2 separate regions of the Mus musculus genome follow, and region 2 is linked to region 1. Evidence: chromatin contacts called from public Hi-C data. All regions are on one chromosome and are shown on one strand. Each heading gives the region's core, a stretch centred on a gene start, on an enhancer-like site or on the middle of the called end of the contact. The rest is flanking DNA. Distances are from core to core; before and after follow the strand shown.

Region 1 (4,945 bases), core at 693-3,192:
AGCTATAATCTAGGCATTTGTTTTCTCTTGTCGTCCAAACAAGACAAGATTCATTCACATCATACATTTAAATGAACACAAATTTGCTATAGCCTGTGTAGCAAGATGGCCTTGATTTAACTAATCAAGCATAGTCATGTCATAAAAACATGAAGTTTGAAACAAGAGAACCTGTTCAGAATGAGACAATACTAATAAGTGTTTAACTTGAGAGCTTTATGGACTTGATGATAAATAGGATTATAGATGAGTAGCAAGTACTGGCCACATGATCACTCATCTCCCCATTTGTCCATGCGGCTGTGTCATCTTAAAGGATTTGGATAGCAGACATGCTGACTCTACCCTGATGAGAGACTCCAAGGTTGTCTCCATTGTAGCAGTTCTGCAAAGACATCTCACTGAGAAGAACCTGTTGTAAAGGTGTAGTGCCGCTTAATATTCTCTGTAAAGAATGATAGGAAGTTGATGCAATCCTAATAAAATCTAAAGTATAAGTAAAAGAGAAGAGCTAGACTTCTAAACACTGGGGTATCTGAGTCTTCCTAAGTTCACTCCTTAGAAGTGAAACAGAAGCTTCCAGTTGCACAGTAACCTGATGGTTAAGAAACAGAATATTCTTAATCACATACATAATTTTTATGAACATTTATTTTTATTATCAATTCTTAATAAGTTTATTTTGTGTTCATTCTACTTTGTATCACTTTTTTTGTATGTTATTTTTACTAAAATTATAGAAGATAGGCTGCCTGTGGCCCTTCCACACTCTCTTACACCAAACATAGACCCAATTTTCGGGATCACCAGTATTTCAAGAACAGAACACCAGCTGCAACTTTCCATCCCTGCTGTGCATGCCTCCTGTGGATCCCACAGATCATATCTCCCTATGCCCCTACCCTTCTCTTTTAGCCTCAAAGCTGTGATCCAGCCTCCAACTCCAGAGGACATGCCCTGCTCAACTATGAGCCTTGTCTGTCAGATCAGCCTTTCCCCATGAACACACCAGCCAATCAAGCAAATAAAACAGGTAACGCTCAACTAACACATTCTCTGAAAATCTATAGAGAAAACAGAAACCAAGGAAGAAAACTCTTACCCAACCAAGACAACCCAAAAGATCAGCACCTGTATCTATAATAAGCCCAACTGCAGATGCCTAGATGCCAGCATAAGAACACAATCAAAACAACCTGGGTAGTATGAGTCCACCAGAGCCCAACTGTCCTACCACAACAGATCCAAAATTTCAACAAAGGAAAAAAAAAAAAAAAAAAAAAACCTAACTAATCCCTCAACTAAAACTAGGAGAATATAAACAAACAATATCCCTTTAAAAAGCCAAGAAACAAACAAATAGTTGAAGGAAACAAATGTGGTTCAAGACCCTAAAAAAGAGCCGGGCATGGTGCCGCATGCCTTTAATCCTAGCACTTGGGAGGCAGATGCAGGCGAACTTCTGAGTTCGAGGCCAGTCTGGTCTACAGAGTGAGTTTCAGGACAGCTAGGGCTATACAGAGAAACCCTGTCTTGGAAAAACAAAACAAAATCCCAAAAAACAAAAACAAAAAACCCTAAAAGAGAAATAGAACCAATAAAGAAAACACAGACTGAGGCAATCCTGGAAATGAAGGGTCCCTGGTTTGCAGAAGAATTATACACCAGACTCAAATAGTATGCAAAAGCAAAGAGCAGGTTTTTTCTTCTGCAGAAATCCAGTGTGTGTGTGTGTGTGTGTGTGTGTGTGTGTGTGTGTGTGTCATTCCAAGATGGAGACAACCCAATGAGCTCTCAGGCCCAATTTAATGCACACATGGAAAATTCTGAAGTAGGTGATCTTTATCTTAATCTGTTGACTCTGACTTTGTCTCTAGGGACATTCCAGAACCATTACTGTGGCACAGGGGCTGGAATCTGTTGCTGGGGAAGTCTGGAAACTGTTGCTGACTGATTGTTCTTGCCTCAGGCCAGGTGGCAGTGAAGCTTCTGATGGTAGGGCAGTTTCTGATTACCTGCCTGAAGCCTGGGTTGGTTTTGTTTTTGTTTGTTTTGTTTTGTTTTGTTTTGTTTTGTTTTGTTTTGTTTTGTTTTGTTTTGTTTTGTTTTGTTTGAGTAAATGGCTTGCCTGGGGTTGGTTGGATTCTCCCAGTTCTTGGAAACTGAGATTCAGGCCTAGTCTCCTGAATTGACAATTTGAAGTTTGTCATGGAGTCAGCCTATCTCATTAGAAAATCTGGTGTATTACTGAAAGACCAAACCCAAGAATAATAGGAATAAAAGAAGGAGAAGAATCTTGGCGTAATTCTAACCAAGGAAGTGAGAGACTTGTATGATAAAAATCTTTTAAGTTTTTGAGGAAAGAAATTGAAGAAGATTTCAGAAGACAGAAATATCTCCCATGTTCATGAATGGGTAGGATTAACACAGTAAGAATGGCCAAAAGCAATCTACAGATTAATGCAATCATCAGCAAAATTCTAACACAACTTTATAGACTTTGAAAGGAAAATTATTAACTTCGTAGGAAAAACAAAAATTCCAGGAGAGGTAAAGAAATCCTGAAAAATAAAAAACCTTCTGGAGGTATCATCATCCTTGATTTCAAAGTTGGATTGCAAAGCTATAATAATAAGGTCTGCATGGTATTGGCATCAAAACAGACCATTAATTATTGGAATCCAAGTGAAGACACAGATATAAATCCTCCTATTTAGTTGCCTTATCCAGCCTGGATATAAGTGTTTTTTTTTCCCTTGCCTTATTGTATGTTGTTTTGTACTATTTGGCTGTTGTCTCTTTGAGGCCTGCTCTTTTCCGAATAGGAAATGGAATGGAAGTGGATATAGGGGAGAGGAGAGGTGGAAGATAGCATAGAAGTGGAGAGAAGAGAAACTGCTTGTGATATATTATGTGAGAGAATAATCTACTTTCTTTTCTAAATTATTTAAAGTTTTAATTAAAAAGAAGTATGAAGGGCTGGTGAGATGGCTCAGTGGGTAAGAGCACCCGACTGCTCTTCCGAAGGTCCAGAGTTCAAATCCCAGCAACCATATGGTGGCTCACAACCATCTGTAACAAGATCTGACTCCCTCTTCTTGTGTGTCTGAAAACAGCTACAATGTACTTACATATAATAATAAATAAATCTTAAAAAAAAAAGAAGTATGAAGAGGTTCACCTGTGATTAAAACCTTAAATTCTTTTAAGACATTTTAAAATATTTTTATTAATCTATTTATTTATTTATTTATTTATTTATTTATTTATTTATTCATTCATTCATTTTCCATCCTGATCAGGGCCCCCTTTCCTCCTCTCCCCCCAGTCTCACCCTTACAAATCCCTCCCCCATTACCTCCAAGCCCCACTTGGGTATCACCCTGCAATGGGACATCCAGTTGCAGTAGGACTAAGTGCATTCTTTCCCACTGAGGCACAACTAGGCAGTCTAGTCAGGGGAAAGGAATCCAATGGCAGGCAACAGAGTTAGAGATAGCCTCTGCTCCAATTGTTAGGTGAGCCACATGAAGACTAAACTATGCATCTGATACAAGTGTGTAGTGGCCCTATATCAAGCCCCTCATGCTCTTTGGTTGGTGGTTCATTCTCTGTAAGTCTCTATGGGCACAGGTTAGTTGACTCTGTAGGTTTTGGGATGTTCCTGATTCCTCCAGCTTACTCAGGTCTGTTCTCTACTCTTCTACAAGACTTCCTCAAGCACTGCCTGATCTTTGCCTGTGGGTTTCTGCATCTGTTTCTTTCTGCTATATAAAGACTCTCAGAAGACAGATATGCTAAACTCCTGTCTGTAAACATAACAGAGTATCATTAATAGTGTCAATGGTTGTCTCTTTTGCATGGGTTGGGTCTCAAGTTGGGCCAGTCATTGGTTGGCAGTTCACCAATTTTTGCTCAATCTTTATCTCTGTGAATCTTTTATAAGCAGGACCAATTTTGGCTTGAAGATTTTGTGGATGGGTTGATGTTCCCCTCTCTCTATTGGAATTCCTCCCTGGCTACAGGAGGGGGCAACTTCAGTCATCATACCCTATGCTGTTAGGTGTCTCAGCTAGGGTTACCCCCATAGACTCTCTGAAGCCTCCTCAACAATTTATTTTTTAATTAAAAGAAAAAGCTATAAAGGAAACTACTCATGCTATCTACTATTTTATAAATCTTATTCTTTATAACATATAAAATCCACTTCATTATATCTTAGTTTTATTTATTTTTTACTTTGTCCTGTATAAAAAAGAATCTTAAAATACTGAAGCTAGTCCTCTCCTTTATGTCTTTTAAAAAACACTTTCTATTCTCTTTGGCTGTACTTTATTTTAAACCTGAAATTTTTATTCATTTATGCTACTTACAGTTACTCACATCTTTCTTGAGTTATTTATCTTTGCTTTTCTGCATTCAGCCATTTCAAAGTGAGTTATTTTTGCTGGTACATGTCCTTTAGTGGTTCATTCAGTAAATGTGCATGAATAGTAAAACCTCTCAATCATAATGTATTTAAAAACAACTTTCTTTTACACTCATTTTGAATAATGAGGTTAAAGCACATAAACTGCTCTATAAAGTGATTTGACTCCAAGTTTTAAAATAGCCCATTTGCTATAAGACATAATGAAAAATTAAATTGCCTTTAGACTTTAATACAAATTAGCAGTAAATAAAAGGCATATATCAATGCCATGATGCTTAATTCAAGATAAGTATAAAGGCTAGAGAAGGCCCTACATTTGGTTGTGTTATGCATAAATTACCAAATAAAAATGAAATGCAGTGATCATGCCTTGCTGCATTATATTCTTGTAGCTAAAGATTAACATATGGTCATGAAAAATGAAAACATTATACCATGTTATATTACCAACAAGACTTTAATCTATGCCTAGATTTTCCAGTGGTTACCGATATACCTGATATATTGTTTTTC
Region 2 (4,981 bases), core at 918-3,417, 760 kb after region 1:
GCCCTTGTAAGCCTCAGTTTCTGAGAGATCATATCTCTGAGCACTGAGCCCTCTCTGAACAGTCCAGCAGTCTGTGACTATGTTTGAACTAAGCTCCCTTTTGAGCCTGTAAATATCACCAGTGCAAGTCTACAGGACACACACACACACACACACACACACACACCACCCATCACCATAAATGCCATCCCACATCTCCAAGCCATTCCTGGCTTACATCCTCACTCTATCTTTCAATCGAATTCTAGCTCAAGCTCCAAGGCTCTCACAGTGCACCTATGCTTATTGGTTTATCTTTTCCTTTAGACTCTTGTGTGTTATTCCCGAATTAACTGACAATTTCACCTCTGTTTTTCTGTCTCCTCACACACTAGACCTGTATGCCGAGAACAATTCTTTTCAAATGGATCACACACACTTATTTTTAAAATCCCTCCTCTTCCGGACAGCCTCTTAATTATTCATTAATATCCTGGTACACAAGACTTGCTGCCAACAGAAAAGCAAACACATCTAATCCCCAGGAAAATGGCTCCACCTTTTACATCACATCTAGCTTTTTCTTTTCCAAAAGGACAACCAGGAGAAGAAAAGTTTCTCCATTTAGAAATCCATTTTTAAGACCCTGCCACACTTTGGTTTTTAAAAAATGCCTAAGAACTATATTTTGACAATGTTTTCAATGTAAAAGTCCCTTTCCTTGACATCAAAAATGGCTCAGTAGGTAAAGGTGCTTCTAGCCCAGCTAGCCCACCTGAGTTCAATCCCTGGGACACACAAGGTAGAAGAAGAGGACTCCTATAAGTTTTTCTCTGACATCCACACATGCCATGGCACCCACAATACCCCTCCCCACACAACTAAATAACAATTATAAAAAACAAGTTTTGTCTCCACCATTAGCTCATTTAATGGATCTTTATACCCCAATCTGCAACAAACACTTATTCAAGTACTTCTGTACAGATGAAGAAACCGAGGTTCAAAGACTCGAAGGCTAAACATCATCTAGAAGAGAGGATTTCAGACAGAGTATTTTTGGGGTCACCACTACTTGGCAGTGTTAAGCCAGATTCCCAGGAAGAGCTTTTTTATTTTTATTTTTTATTTTATATTTTGCAAAAATTCCACAGTTCCTTCCGACCTCTGTAACTGAAAGAGGGCTTTGGCTAAAATAGCAAATGCCATTTCCCAACATGACCTCCTACTTATTTCCTAAGCTTACCAGGAAGGGTCAAGGCCAAAATGAACACCTCTGAGAAGCCTCCACAGGAAAAACCCTTTGCAGCCTGGAATTTGGCTCAGGCATCTGTGCCATCCTCTCCGTGTAAGCCACACCCAGCCTCTGGATCTGTCTAGCCCATCAGTCACCCAGCAGGTATCCCACGCCAGTCACTCTGCTTGGCACACTGCAGACTCATGAGCTGGGTCACTGTCACGCTGCAGTCTTTATTTCTCAGTCACAAATACACCAAATGCCTTTTACATATTACACACTCAAGCAAACACATGACACCAGCTAAAAGCTTCACCTCAAGCCACAGCTTCAGGAGCTAGGATTAACCCTCTAAAGTCAATCTTTTAAATCATATTAATCCCCCAAATCTCTTCCTGTAGTGCCACCTCCCCATCTGCCACATCCCATCGGAATACCTCTGCTTCTCTGCTCTACTCAGCACCACTCATTGCTTGGACCCTGAACGCCAGCGTCCACCTCTCACCTGGCCCTCTCCTAGGCAAGCTGTGCCCACCCTGCCTTTTACTGAAGCACCCTCTGACCCTGTCACGGAGCTTGTCCCCTTACCTTGCTCTCTCGGAGGGGCCCCATTTCGCTGCTGCCTGCCGGCTCCCCACGCCGCCGCTGCCGCCGCCGCCGCCGTCCAGGAGGAGGCACCTGTGAGCACCGAGCAAGGGAGGAGACAGCACTGAGTCCGAGGCTGCGTGCGGCAGCAGCAGCGGGCTCGCCGCGTCCCCGCCAGCGGTCGCGCTCGGCTCCGAGGGCGCGCCCGCCGCCCCGCCCCGCCGGGCACGTGGTGCCACCTTCCGTGGCGGCTCCGGAGGCGCCTCCTGGTCGCCGCCTTCACCTGCGGCCCGGAACAGCTGCCTAGCACCTCGGAGCGCAGCACCCACCAGGTCACTCGCCACGTCCCGCTTTCAGCGCCCCTCCCTTCCAAGGCCCGACCCACTGCGGGCAGGCGGAGGCTTATTTGCAGTACTGCCAGCCCAGAGGTGTCCACTGGTCCAGGATTGGCAGGGGGTGAAAATCCAATGGAGAGGCTGAGAAAGCTGCGACATCAGACGGCCAAGATGGAAAAAGAGGGAAAGTCACCCTCCCCACTCGCTGTCCCCCTGTAACCTCTAGGTTTTAAGTAAACATATGATTCTCTACAATGACTTCGCCTGAGGGTGGTTGTGTGGTGGGGTCTTCTGGTCCACCTGAAACCCAGCTAAGCCTATGCTACAGTATTGATACAGCACTTAGGTTACAGGACCTTCAAGACTGCGGTTCTCCTTGGAGGGGTTTGCATCAGAAGGCCTAATGTGGCAGGGAAACACAGCTGACACCAGGAGGCAGGAGCCTGAGACACAGCACGCAGACTCATTCCCAGTTCTCTAACTGCTGCCTGACTACAAGTAAAGGAGACCCTGGAATTCCTGTGTGTAGAGGAAACAGCACACAGGTTCTTTCAAGCTGAGACTCTTCTTCAAGTTGGCCCTTGTTAACAGGAGGGACAATAATACCCACCTGAAGGACAGCTGGGAGGGATAAGTGACGACAAGAAAACAACTCTATCCTATTGACAAAGCAAAACCTTCCAATGAGCGGCTAGGTCAGATCCAGCTGGTCCAGTATCTGCAGATATTATTTTTACAGGACAGGCAGAAAAAGGCACTTGTGATGCTTTAAAAAGCTCATGCTTAATAAGCTCAAAATGTCTCTGAGAACAGAATGACTGACAGTCTTGCTGGGCTATGCTCAAATCCTATTTGGTGATTGGCTTTCAACATTTATGACTTACACAGCCTTCACTCAGGTAGAGAATATTCTAGGTAGCAGTGTGAGCAGTGATCAGTCTCATTCTGACACCTGGGGTCTTACGTTTGAGGATTGTGATTATAGGTAATGTAGCTCAAATTCCACTGTCCTGCTTGCTCTCCTCTGAATACCAACTCCGAAAACCAGGAATGCACTGAGTTCAGAGAGATCCTAAAGTTAAAAGATTAGTGGAATCCACTTGTTTGCTTCCTAAAACCCCAAGAGATTATATTCCACTAATCCTTATCCCCTTTTGATCTACTTAACAGAGACATAATCTTGAGATTCTCTGGAGCAGAAGTGACTACTTCAACCTTTCTAAACCCATAACTCTCTTAACTGTGGACCTCACCAAGGTAGGCCTAAGAGGATTGATACAATTTACTATTTCTAAAACTATGTGCCCAGTGTTGTAAATTACAAGACAGGAATGAACTGTGGACTTCTGCATTCCCTGAGAACTGAAAACTGGTGGTAGAGACCTTAGAGGCAGAAACTGTCTACAGAGTTGCTAAGATCAGAGGCAGTTTCTGTCTTGTCCTCCAAACCAGTCTTTTGCTTTCCAACAGCACCATTCATAGTGACTCAAACCTTATTCCATTCTACCCTGGTAACAGGACTTAAATACAACCCCTCTTGTCCAACATCCACACCCTCGTTCTCATTTGGTATCTTCATTTGGAGTCTGATTGCTCTGAGTTATTTCCAAAGCAAGCCAATGAAGTTCTTCTGTTTCCAGGCTGACCATCTTCTTTTCTAACCAATTAAGTTTATTTTTTTGGGGGGTGGGGTGGGGTGTTTTGTTTTCGAAAAAGCTTTTAGAGAAAACAAATTGCTCACGGTTTCACCTGATTTTGCTTGGTTTGATTGTTTGCTTTTTTCTGTATTGTTTTGGTGTCATTTTGTTTGTGGTAGTGCAGGAGATTGAGGGGAAGGGGGGGTGTCTTGTGCCTGTTTAATAAGTACTCTGCCAAGACAGTGTTTGAGCACTGAGGTGATCTTCAGACCTCTGTTAAGCAAAGCTAAGTGAAACTATGCTTCTTCACTAAACTCCTTAATAACTCCCTGTTTCCCTGCAGGTGGTACTGAAATCTCTCAAGATGGCACCTAGCCTTTTCAAGATTTGACTGCTGCGTTTGCTCCTACAGGTGTCCCCTGCCCTTCCCACATCCCCTCAGCCCGCTGCCTTCTCTCCATCCACACATGGCTGTTATTCAAATTGTAGTCTTTAGTTCTCTGGAGATCTCATGTTCTTTGCCCCTTTTCCCTCTAGACTTTTGCACAGTGTTGATACCCTGTTTACATTTCTCACAATCTACCCACCCATCCTCCTCCACTCTGAAAGAGAGTAAGTTTAATTTTAGACATCTTCTTTCAGGAAACCTCCCAGATCCGTGCAGGACACCTGTGCTTGCCCTAGGAAAGCTGTTATGATCCTACTTCATAACTGCCCCCCCCTCACTTGTCTTTATTGTACATTGTAAATACGGCCTGGCACAATTCCTTCCATACAGTAGCATCAATGCATAACTGCTAAATGAATGAATTCCACAACCCTATATAGGGCCCACTGGTACAGGATGAAAACATAGATACAACTCCTGTTTAGCAAATGATTCAGATAAAGCTGTCCTTGTACTTAATGATGGGATGTGTGCCTCAAAAATCCAACATGTGTTCAGGGAAAGCTTTTTTACTGCAGAAGGGCAGGCACTGAGATGCTGTGCAGTAGCCTCACTGTCACCATAGCAACCTTACCGAGGGAAACGCTGATGGTTTACTGTTTAGATGCCTCTGAGCTCTGTACTTTTGGAAGCCAAGCCTGTTTTTCTGCTGTCCTAAAAGTCGAGTTTTTACAAATAACCATTATCTATGTTGCCTTTAATTCATTCAAGTGTTGCTCATGTCATTAGGAGAAATGTAACACTTGGATTATAGCATCCA

The links. Hi-C and Micro-C count contacts between places; a contact is called where the count stands out from the background.
Region 2: a contact with region 1 is called in a Hi-C map of the N1E-115 cell line, with 4 times the contacts expected there. The contact joins the promoter of Sybu here to the enhancer-like site in region 1. A contact is called at or near these places in 1 of 39 promoter capture datasets (embryonic stem cells), 1 of 484 Hi-C or Micro-C datasets (the N1E-115 cell line) and 2 of 115 datasets of contacts at active chromatin or transcription factors (astrocytes and embryonic stem cells).

Annotation. Positions count from the first base shown.
Region 1 is chr15:43,983,314-43,988,258 of GRCm38.p6, forward strand. No RefSeq gene overlaps it. Among named protein-coding and RNA genes, the nearest start is that of Tmem74, 120 kb to the left of the region's middle. Within about 2 kb of position 1,943, at least 3 of the 459 cell types and tissues checked have an H3K27ac peak or open chromatin away from gene starts, as enhancers often do. A contact at or near this core is called in the N1E-115 cell line, where this site is marked.
Region 2 is chr15:44,746,505-44,751,485 of GRCm38.p6, forward strand. Sybu (syntabulin (syntaxin-interacting)) reads right to left here and starts at 2,168. Exons shown (of 7, transcript NM_001285840.1): 1 at 1,805-2,168. The coding sequence starts at 1,828.